2 separate regions of the Mus musculus genome follow, and region 2 is linked to region 1. Evidence: chromatin contacts called from public Hi-C data. All regions are on one chromosome and are shown on one strand. The core of a region is the stretch at or near the end of the contact, and the rest is flanking DNA. Distances in the headings are between cores, read along the strand shown.

Region 1 (5,517 bases), core at 1,978-4,477:
GTTACTTTTGGAATCGGATTTATTTTAAAAACCAATAGACACTCATGTAGGTAAAAAAAGGTTTTTTTTCCATGTTTGACTCTGCTGAACAGCACCTTGCTGACCTAGCAGGTACTGCTCAGAAGCAGAGCTGTCAATGCTGTTTACAGAAATGATTTTTTTAAAGTTAACTCTTTGCTTTTAAAGGAAATTCTTAAAACACGTAGATCAAAATAGTACAGGCCTAATGCAGAGGGCCAATGTAAGGGCCATCTGTAGTCCTGGCTGCTATCGCGGACTGTGATCTTTACAAATTACACAGCCTTGTGCAAGTACACCCCACGCTTCACTTTCCCCTTCTTTCAAGTTTCATTTCTCTCGCCAGGGTAAAAACATCTCCAGCTTAGCGGAGGAAAGGGTTTATTTGGTTTACAATTTCATATCACAGTGCATCATTTTGGGGAAGTCAAAACAGGGATTCAAGCAGCTAATCGTATCCACAGCCAAGCGCTAAAGAAGCCCCACACACCCTGGCTTGCTCAAGTCCACTTTCCTCACTCTTCTGCAGCTTAGGATCAAGCTTGTGAAATGGCACTGCCCACAGGGGCTATGTCTTCCCTCCATCAAACAACAATGAAGAGAATCTAACAGAGACATGTCCACAGGCAAACCCGATGCCGACAACCCATCATTTCTGACTCTCTTCCCAGGTGACTCTGGATTGTGTCAAGTGGACAATGAAAGCTGACCACATCTGTCCAGGACGACTGAGCACAACATCTGCAACAACATCTGCAAGTCAGTATTCAGCCTGCAAGTGGCGGGTTTGAATGTTATAGCCACACCAAATACATTCTCAGAAATCCACTCTTCTGAAAGTTATACCAGCCAAGACCTCAGTGTAACTCTTGCTCCCAATACACAAAGTGGCTTACAGGGGGGAGAACAAAACTCTTTTTAAAAAGAAAAATACAATGTAGACTCTTTCCAGAAGATTAGAAAGCATACTTTTCTTTCCTAAATGGGTACTTCTTGGAACATTTGGCTCCAGTTTAGGGTTCTCAGCACTGTGTTGCACATGTGAGAGATATAACCCCAAGAAAGCTGCAGGTGGCCACTGGCATCCCCATACCCTGCCCCAAATGGCCTCTGCCTGGAAAAATAGTCCAACTTCAGCTGCCCTTGGTACTTTGTCTTCGTAGGTTCTGAAGTATCATCTCAGATTTGATGATATTAGAGATGGCATTGACCACGACGAAGCTAGCGGTACTGATGTGTCAGCTAGCAGCTATTTAACATTCATTCTGAGCCAGGCATCATAAGCACGCTGTCTCTACTCTACTCAGTCCTCCTAACAGTCAGAAGAGGGAAAAACTAGGGTTCGGATACTAGTTATTCCCACTGACACAAAAGCCGGTACACAGTTGCAACCCTGGCAATCAGAAAGTTGAAGCAGGTCAAGTGCTCGGAGTTCAAGGCCAGTTTGTGAAACAAAGTGAGAGACCTTGGAGAGACAGAAAGAAGGGGAGGAGGGAGGAGACCAAACATGAGAAAAATATAAAATGTGTATGCCCAATGGGATATACTTAGTTTGCAGCAAAACTTTGTAAGGAAATTTGAATGTAGCCTGGCTCTTGGTTTTCCTAACACTGTTTTGCTTGGGTGGTTGCTTCTGTTTTGTTTCCTTGTTGCAAGGTCTCTGTATGCAGCCTAGACTGGCATCCAGCTTGTGATTGTCTTGTCTCAGCCTCCTGAGGGCTGGGATGATGGGTAAGTCCACCACTTCTGGCTAAGGACTTTAATCCTCCACCCTTGGGTTATACCAACCCCGAAGCTCCTTGCAAGAGCGTCTCCAGGCTTGCATTAGGTCCCAGACAGTCACTTCAGATCAGTCTCACCCCTCCTGAATCCCTAACAGCTTCCTGCCCTTGTTCCTTGTTTCCTGGCTTTTTTTCTTTCTCATGACAGGGACAAAGAGAGGAGAAGCGGGGAAGGCAATGATGACAGCCATCAAAACTTCCTATGCCCCTACGGCCCCACTGCAGCCAGGACAGCCTGATGAGGGGAAAGGCTCCGATAGGAAGACTGAATTATGATATAGTTACCCTTTAGCATTTGTATACAGTCCACATTAATAATTAAACTAATTGGACAGATGAAATAGTGAAGGAAGTGAAAGGTCTTGCTCACAACTGCACAGGGAAACTCCACTGGCCCTCTGTGGTCCTTACCGCTCACTATTCAAGGATGGTGATTCCTAGTGACTCCAGCTTCACTCACTAGCAGCCCAAAGATGAATTACTGTGGGCCAGCGTCCCACATGCAAAAACAAACAAACAAGAACAAGAAAAAAACACCAACCCTGGAAGTCCTCCAGAGCGCTGCCCTTCCACATTATCTTTTAGCCAGGCAGTCTAGATTTCCCAGGTCAAGGCAAAAATGCCCCCTTGAATACTTGTCAGCAGTTTTCAGTGGAGGAAACGCCGCCGCTTGAGTCTACCGAGAACTTTATGAGTAGTCAACTCACAGAGATGTGGCGTGTGCAGCTCTGTTTATAAATTGGAAATCCCTGTGTTCTTCACTTTTCTAGAGTGCTAGAAATCTTTAAACGTCAGCTACAGCTCATTCCCTTTCGCTTATTTAAAGGAGGAATTTTTTTAAAATCATTTTTTCCACTTCATGGTTGGCTCCTTTTGGACCAAGGTATAAAAATAGCGCTGCCATCCAAAGCCAAGATGTTTTTTGGAAAGAGGGGGTTGAAAGAGCCCTAACCCTGGACCACGGACCGATCTGCTTCAAAGCAGGGCTGATTTTCAGCCACTTAGCTTCTTTCCGCTGTCTCCCGACTGGAAGGAAGGCGCAATTTGTTAAGCCAAGTTCGGGCGCGCGACCCCGCGCTCCGGGTCGGGCCACCTGTCTCAGAACAGCGAGGGCGGCGGGAGCCACGCCGGGTTGGGGAGGTGGCGCAAGACGCTGGTCCGGACAGCAGCGCGGGTGACAAGAGGACGAGAATGAGTCGCCACGGGGACCGGCGCGCCCCGCCGCGGACTGGCCAGGAACCGCGCCGTCTTACCTGTTGATCTTGAGCGCGAAGGCGCGGCGCTCGGCGCTCGGCAGCGTGGCCATGGCGCGCGCGCGCGGTTCCACGGCTTCGGGGCTCGCGGGGCTGCGGGGGGACGGGACCCGAACGCACAGCCGCTGCAGAGCCCGGCGCGCCCGGCGCCAGCCTCATCTGTCAGCCGCGCCGCGGAAACTTCCGCATTTCCACCTTGGCCGCGCAGCTCCCGGGGGGAGGGCTCTGCTCCCTCCGCCGCCCGCGGCGCCGCCCGGCCTGGCACGCACCGAGCGCTTGGCGAGGGCGTGGACGCCGCGCCGAGCCGCGCTCCGGATACTCAGAGTCGCCGGCCGCAGGCGCGCGTTTCCCCCGCCGCTGACCCGGGACCGACGGGCACGGTGGCTGCGGAGCGCGGACCGCGAGAGCTGGCCGGAAACGCCGGCGGCCGGAGCCGGAGGGCGACTGGGGCAGTGAGCGCTGGATCCAGAAGCAGCCAGCGGGGTCTGGAGGGGCCACCCGGTGGATTGACGCCATTCCTGGGAACATTTCTTTTTAAGGCAGCCTCTTAGGACATCAGTCGACTTTTTCCCAGCCGAAGGCGCACTGTCATTCATGGGACACTTTATTATAATGGCTGCATCCCACGAGTAAATATTAGGAGCTATATGACTTTTCATTTTAGAACCTGAGGGAATACACAGCATTGAGATTGACCGGTATCTCAACAGAGTTCTGTTTTACATGGAGAAACCTGACCAGACCACAAAGGAGAAATCTGGAGAAATAAAAATAAAAATAATCCCCAAAGGATGAGCGTGGAAAAGACTGTGCCTATTTCAAGTAATATATTTGGTCCAAGTTGTGTTGTATGAACTCCGTGTGTTTCCACTTGTCAACTTGCCTTCGGAAACACGAAAGGGCTATATTTTTGGCTCAAAGCTGCAGAGTCTAGATATGGAAGCCACAAGCCACATGTGGCCGTTGGCCACTTGAATTTTTGGTTAGTCTAAAGTGAGATGGGTTGGAAAATAAATACACACTGGGTTTCCAAGACAGTACAGAAAAAAAATAAGGCAAAATGTCTTAATTTTTGTATTGATTGCATGTTAAAAACAATCCTTTGGAAGCTGTTAAGTTAAGAAACATATTATTAAAGATAATTTCACCTGTTTGTTTTTCCCTGTATTAAAATGTGGCTCCCATTAAGAAGATGTAAAAATTACTTCCTTAGCTCACATTTGCTGGCACATTGAGTTCTTACTGAACAACACTGGTCCACTACAACTTAATTTGTAACCTAATACTAAAATACTGGCCGACCATATGCTATTTATTCTTGGCAGCCTTCTTCCTCTGCTTCTGGGTAGGTAGTTGAGCAAACCTTCAGAGCTGGTTAGGTAACTCTCCCCCTCCCTCATACCAATGCCTTTAAACATAAAAGACAATGTGTACAACATAACAATACAGAGACTCTAAGTACAGACCGACAGAAAACACGACTTTAATAAACGAGGCCAACTATTCCTTGTAATCCAAACCTGTAATCTCCACTACTCAGAAAGCTGAGGCAAGAAAGAGGATCACAAATTCAAGGTCTGCCTGTGCTACAAAGCAACTGCAAGGCCTAACATTCTCAAGGGCCTGGATTCATTCCCAGGGTCAATTTTCTAGAAGGCTTAAAAATATATATCTGTTGTTTCTAACTTCCAAAGGTCTCCTAAAGATATTTACTACAATGGGATTTATGGGGAAATACTTGGATAGAAAAATATTAAAAGAATAATTGTGTGTGTGTGTGTATCTTCATTCTGTGAACAATAAGTAACCCATTGAAACATTTTTACCAGAGCCTTTAGTCCACGTACAGGTGGGCTTGTCTTGGGTTTCTAAATGTTCATGGCATGCACTTTCATACAAATCAAAAATATACTTGGTTCCACATAAACCCAAGTAAAATGTAATGAGGTTATCTTAAATGGCTCAGATATTTCCATTAGGGAAACTTTTTTGAGCCGGTCAGGAGTATATCATGGCACCTCACACCTTGCCTCACATTATACTATATTCAATGTATAATATCTGACTGTGGAGCTGAGCTTAATCTAATTACCGTTATCCATGTTGTCATTTTATGCTTAGAAATACCTTCACATTCCCTTAACAGTCACTGAGATCATCAAGAATGTTATCTATGGAGCTAGCCATAGCTTTATCTGCTCTCTAACGAATTCACGGTTCACCAGCAAACCTCAGGAGTGGCCATCCTAACGTCTCCTCTCTGCATGTTCACTGTCTCTGCAGTTCCCTATACTCGAGCTTCTCTCTTTATTCCTCCAGGCAGAGCTAACTGCAAGGCTTCCCTTCCTCATTTGCTGGCCTCTCTGGCCCTTCCTCCTTCTCTTTAGCCTTGTGTCATTCAACTTTGTTTCCCTTTTCACAAAACCTTGCTCTTGACTTCTGCAACCAGCCATCCCTGCATCAAT
Region 2 (5,517 bases), core at 1,843-4,342, 110 kb before region 1:
CAAAGACTCTGTACTGGCTAGTTTTGTGTCAACTTGACACAGCTGGAGTTATCACAGAGAAAGGAGCTTCAGTTGAGGAAATGCCTCCATGAGATCCAACTGTAAGGCATTTTCTCAATTAGTGATCAAGGGGGAAAGGCCCCTTGTGGGTGGTGCTATCTCTGGGCTGGTAGTCTTGGGTTCTATAAGAGAGCAGGCTGAGAAAGCCAGGGGAGGCAAGCCAGTAAAGAACAACCCTCCATGGCCTCTGCATCAGCTCCTGCTTCCTGACCTGCTTGAGTTCCAGTCCTGACTTCCTTAAGTGATGAACAGCAATGTAGAAATGTAAGCTGAATAAACCCTTTCCTCCCCCAATTTGCTTCTTGGTCATGATGTTTGTGCAGGAATAGAAACCCTGACTAAGACAAACTCTTAACCTCTGAGCAAATTCTCTAGTTCTCTGACTTTATTTTTCATTGCTTTTTCCACATTGACTTTTTTCGGTTAGCACATTTAAACAATACTCCTGACCCCACTGCCTTCTCTCCAGCAGTTCCCACAGCTTTCTCAGCTTTCTGAACACTGGGGCTTCAGATCATATGGCACAGCCTCCCAGTTTTCTCCTAACATCTCATCTAACTGATCTATGCCACATCCTGCATCTCTCTCTCACATACAAATACAGGCTCATGTTACTTTATAGTCACATAATTCTATCTATACATGATTATGATTGTGAAAGTAATACATGACCACAGCTGTATAATGTGCACAGGTTTTTACCAATGAATAGCTGAAAAGCACAGGAAAGTATTTAACACTAAAGGATTCTTTAGAAGAAAACAGCAACCATTCATTATTCCTGTGTGAGGCGAACTATGGTAAAAACTTTAGCATGTTTCCATTTAGTCTTTTCCATCATACAATAAATATTTTTTAAAAATCAAACTGTGTATACAATTTCGTGTTTTAGTGTCTAATACTGTTCAATTATAGCCATTTCCAATGTTATTAGATATTCTTCATAATCATGATTTTAATTACTGAACACTACTTCATATAATGAATGTGCTGCAGTATATAATAGCCCCCAAAGCACATTTATGTGATTTTTCTCCCTTTCATTGATTATAGAGCTGTGATGAACACCTTGTATCTTGATCTTTTGCCATGCAGTAGACTTTTGAAAGAATTCTTTTAAACCCTGGAGTGCTCCGATTTTCATGTTTAGATTAATTGATAGCCACTGATCATCCTTTAATGCTGTGCTTGGAGGACTGATGAGCTAGGGTTTGAAAATGCTTTGAAGCAGCTGGATGAAGGGCGTGTAAGTCACTCTAGCAGTGGCCTGCTGGACTGGACAGTGTGGTTCGCTGTTACCACTCTCGTCTTTGACCCCAGTAAGCAGGCACCACAGACCTGTCCCCTATGACCCAACACCAGTCAACTGTTTTGCACAGTGCTTCTGAAGGGGTTGCTAGACCTTTTCGAGTGTCACCAGCATACCTGTCAAGGTTATGTTGATACTGTCTGCACACACACAACAGAAGAAAAAGTCTTAGAGAATTTGGTTTAATATCCCTTTTTGCAGACCATGAAACCGACTCCCAGAAAAGTAGAGTGAGTTTGCCTAAAATGTTTTTGAGAAGATTGTTTTCCTAAGGACCACCATATTCCTTACTGACAAGAATGCTAAGTAATGTCTTTGGCAGATTAGCATCTCTTACAGAATGAACAGAAGAGAATAATGCTTTCCTTTTGACAGGGAAGATCTCTATGTCTAGTCTGTAATCCAGAGCTTGTATCAGAGAAGAGTAATCTTAGTCAACTGGTCAACAGACTCATGTAATTTATAGTATAAGTTAGTATTAAGGAAAATTGTAAAAATTACATTATTGAAGAGCCTGTAAGAAGACAGTCCATATTGTAAACAGGAATCACTCATATGAAGAATGAAGCTGTTTTGACAGGTTCTGTAATAACTAGAGGCCTCATGAATGTGCAAGGCATCTGAGCCTCATCTTATTTTTTTTAATCACATTTGGAGAAATGTAATCAAAGAGATGTTTTTTACTTATATGCATCCCAGCTTAGAGAAGGAGAAAGTTGGATGTTACCCTTCCAAAGAGTGTTTTAAGCATCCTTCAGATGGATTCTCTTGATTAGCAGCTCTATAGGTTGTTAATTCTTCCCACAGATTCAGGAATATGCCATTTATATACTTATGACTGTGTGTGGAGAGCCATGAGCAATCGCCATCATGAGCCTCCGCTGTGCCTAACTGGTAAACAAGTAATGTGCGCAGGTGCAAGAGTAAATAAGTCACTGCCCATCCCGGGGCGTAGTAGTGGGGTGATGAGTGAGCAGCTAATCAGGAGCTGACATGTCACACGAAGGGGTATATAGGCGGCACCATTTTCCTTGTTCGGGGTCTTCCTTCAGATGAAGCAATAAAGCTTTGCCGTAGAAGAATCCGGTTGTCCGAGTGAATTCTTGGTAGCGAGATACTAGCTCGGGATAACTGTGTGTATATATATGTGGTTATCATCTTCCAGTGCTAGAAGTCGAGCCTAAGGTCTTACACATGCTAGGCAAGCATTGAGCTTTGTCCCTAGCCCTCAGCTTAGTTTAAAACTCATTTGAGGTCCAGGACTAACTGTGGAACTGCAGCCATTCATAGATCAAACATTGAACTCTTTTTTTCTTACCATCTTGGCACTGTCCTTTATTTCCTTTGTGGAGAACAGGTTAGCCCAAAGGAACATTTAAAGCCACAGCATAAAAACACATTAGTTTGGCTTTTCCTAAGTTTAGTCTATCCCTTATCTAAAAGGGCAAGGAAAGGAAGAGAAAAGCTCACCCTTACCCCTTTCCCCAGGACAACACTCAAGCACTTTCCAGAGGCTTCTACAGCTCTGTTAGGATCAAGGAGCAAGTCAGCTCTCATAGAAAGCATGTTAGCTTCTGTTGGAACAACTGGACAACTTAAATGGCTCTGTAGCTGAGCTTCGAGATCACATCAGCCAGCAGGAAGGGAACAAAGTGCAGAGCACACTGAAAGCCAAACAGGCGAAAGGGTGGAATAAACCCTCTGTCAGAAGGACGAGCTGGCCACAAGAGTGAGGTCCACGGAGAAGTTTCATGAGCCAGTGACATTCCTGGAGCACCAGCTGCTGCTGAGCTCCTTAGAGCGAATGCGCTTTCTGTGCAAAGGTGACAGATGATGTCACAGTGAATACCTTATCACTGATCAGGTCAGGGGACCACGACTTCAGCGGGATGGAAACTATGCCACAGGGAGGAAAGTCTATGATAGCGGTGACAGAGACCGTTTTCTGGTTAGTGAGAGTAGAGAGCAAGCCAACCCTTCATGCGGTGTTCCCACGTCTTCCACTCCTGACCCGGGTCTCCTAGACCACGGTTTGAATAAGATATATTTGTGTTTCTTACTTCTGCACTTGCCAAGGTACACAAGGAAGGGCAGCCAGCAGAGCCAGAATGCAGCCTCTGGAACTCTGGGAAGACTTCACCGCAGGCTTAGAGATCCCAACAAGCACCACGGATCAACAAAAGCACCACGGATCAGCGATCACTGTTCATGGCAAACCCTGGACGCTTCTTCCCTGTGTGTGTCTCTTTGAAAGTGCAGCTGAGGAGAGTCAAAGGCTTTCTTTCCACACACGATGTTGGGTAAAAACCCAGAATGCAACTAAACAAACAAACAAACAAACAAAACAAACAAACCCCGCCAAAAACCAAAAAAAAAAAAAAAAAAAAAAAAAAAAAAAAAAAAACCACACCAAACCAAATCAAACAAAACACAAAGACTCTGACAGGGCTAAAAGTTAGGCAGAACATGAGGACCTATGAAAGCAGGGGCTGGAAAAGACTGGGAAATGAAAAGCAGTAGGTTTGACTTTGAAATGGAATTGGTGCCAATTTTAGCTTTCTTTCTGTTATTTCAATATGCAGCCTGGGATGAAGGAATGATATCTAAATGCACTTTTTTTTAATGGAGGAAAAAAAAGTACTGATTTTCTATTGTATGGGCTGTCTTCTGTACACTGGCACTGCTGGTAAATTACGTGTTTCTGTAGCAGAGCAAACTGGGTTTTAAGTTCATTTCCTGACCTGTTGTAAAAGGGTTGCTGTCAACCGTCGTGCACGAGGATGCCTGTGAACACGGTGACATCCCCAAGTCTAGATCTCAGCAGAAGTGCAGAGCTTGGGGATGTGGAGGCTGGATCAAACCCTCCGGATTGCTCTCCCCACCTCTCACTGTCTCTAGCTTCTGTGTCTCTCTTGCTTTCTCTGCATCTTTAATTTGCAGGTGTATGTCTTCCTGCCTCTTCCCAACTCCCCATCTCTGTGTGTTTCTGAATACCACCCCTCACTCTGTCACTGCCTCTGTGACAACTGAAACCCGTTTCTTTTCTTTTCTTTTTTGGTTTTTCGAGACAGGGTTTCTCTGTATAGCCCTGGCTGTCCTGGAGCTCACTTTGTAGACCAGGCTGGCCTCGAACTCAGAAATCCACCTGCCTCTGCCTCTCGAGTGCTGGAATTAAAGGTGTGCGCCACCACACCCGGCTCTTGAAACCTGTTTTTTAACACTTTTTGTTGTTGTTGGTGGTGGTTTGAGACAGGCTGTTATAATGTTATATAGAGTATATACAATAAGTGAGGAAGTCAGTACATATTAATATGTGTTAAGTAACACATGCTCAGATGCTTACAGCCTAAGGAAATCCTAGATCTTAGATACGGATTCTAGAAGCGGGGGACAGAAAAATAGGTTTTTCTGCCCTAGAAATAGATCTCCCTGAGTCAGCTTTGCTGCTAAAGCATCCGCACACCTAAACGTCTCTATATCTTACTACAGAGACGCTTGCTCATCTGTGTTCATAGAGGCCCTATTCACAATGGGAAGGAAATGGAATGAACCCAGATGTCCATCAACAGATGAATAAATAATGAAAATATGGTATCTATGCAGAATTTTATTCAGCTATAAAATATATTATGAAATCATCAGGAAAACAGATGAACTGTAAAACATATTTAAGTGAGGTGTCCCAGACTCAGAAAGACGAATGCTAAATCCTTCTCTCATATGTGGATCTTAGCTTCTAATTCTAATTTGCAGAGGCAAAGTCAAAGAGCTGAGGTGCTGCGGCAGTGGAAATGCAGGTGAGCTAACCGCCCCCCCCCCCAAGAGGATTCACTGCAAACAGAAAAGTGGGTGCCCTTCACCTCTTCAGCAGCCAGAGGGCAAGGCTGATGCCAGCAGATGCCCAGATGCCTGCTAATGCCAGCATCTGTGGTGAGCTGATGGCCTGATACAAGCCTGCAAAGGAAAGTGGCTAGCTCCACTCTTTAAGCAAGGCAGATAGCGGAGGAGGTGATTCTTGTTTGCCATTCACATTTCACTTCCAGGGAGATCTATTTTAGATGTAATAGGAATGGCTGACGTTATTCCACATTTACTATGTACAGGTGCTGCCCCTCAGTGTCAGAGAGAAGCTTTAGGGGTTTTAAATA

The links. A called contact is a pair of places that touch in the nucleus more often than the background predicts.
Region 2: a contact with region 1 is called in a Hi-C map of liver, with 1.8 times the contacts expected there. A contact is called at or near these places in 7 of 484 Hi-C or Micro-C datasets (embryonic stem cells, induced pluripotent stem cells, liver and 3 more), 4 of 130 datasets of targeted methods (the NIH/3T3 cell line, craniofacial prominence, hepatocytes and 1 more) and 3 of 9 other capture datasets (adipose tissue, embryonic stem cells and liver).

What each region holds. Positions count from the first base shown.
Region 1 is chr19:24,997,239-25,002,755 of GRCm38.p6, reverse strand. Dock8 (dedicator of cytokinesis 8) reads right to left here and starts at 3,227. Exons shown (of 48, transcript NM_028785.3): 1 at 3,053-3,227. The coding sequence starts at 3,105.
Region 2 is chr19:25,109,781-25,115,297 of GRCm38.p6, reverse strand. The region is part of intron 14 of Dock8 (dedicator of cytokinesis 8); the gene reads right to left. Among named protein-coding and RNA genes, the nearest start is that of Gm34235, 16 kb to the right of the region's middle.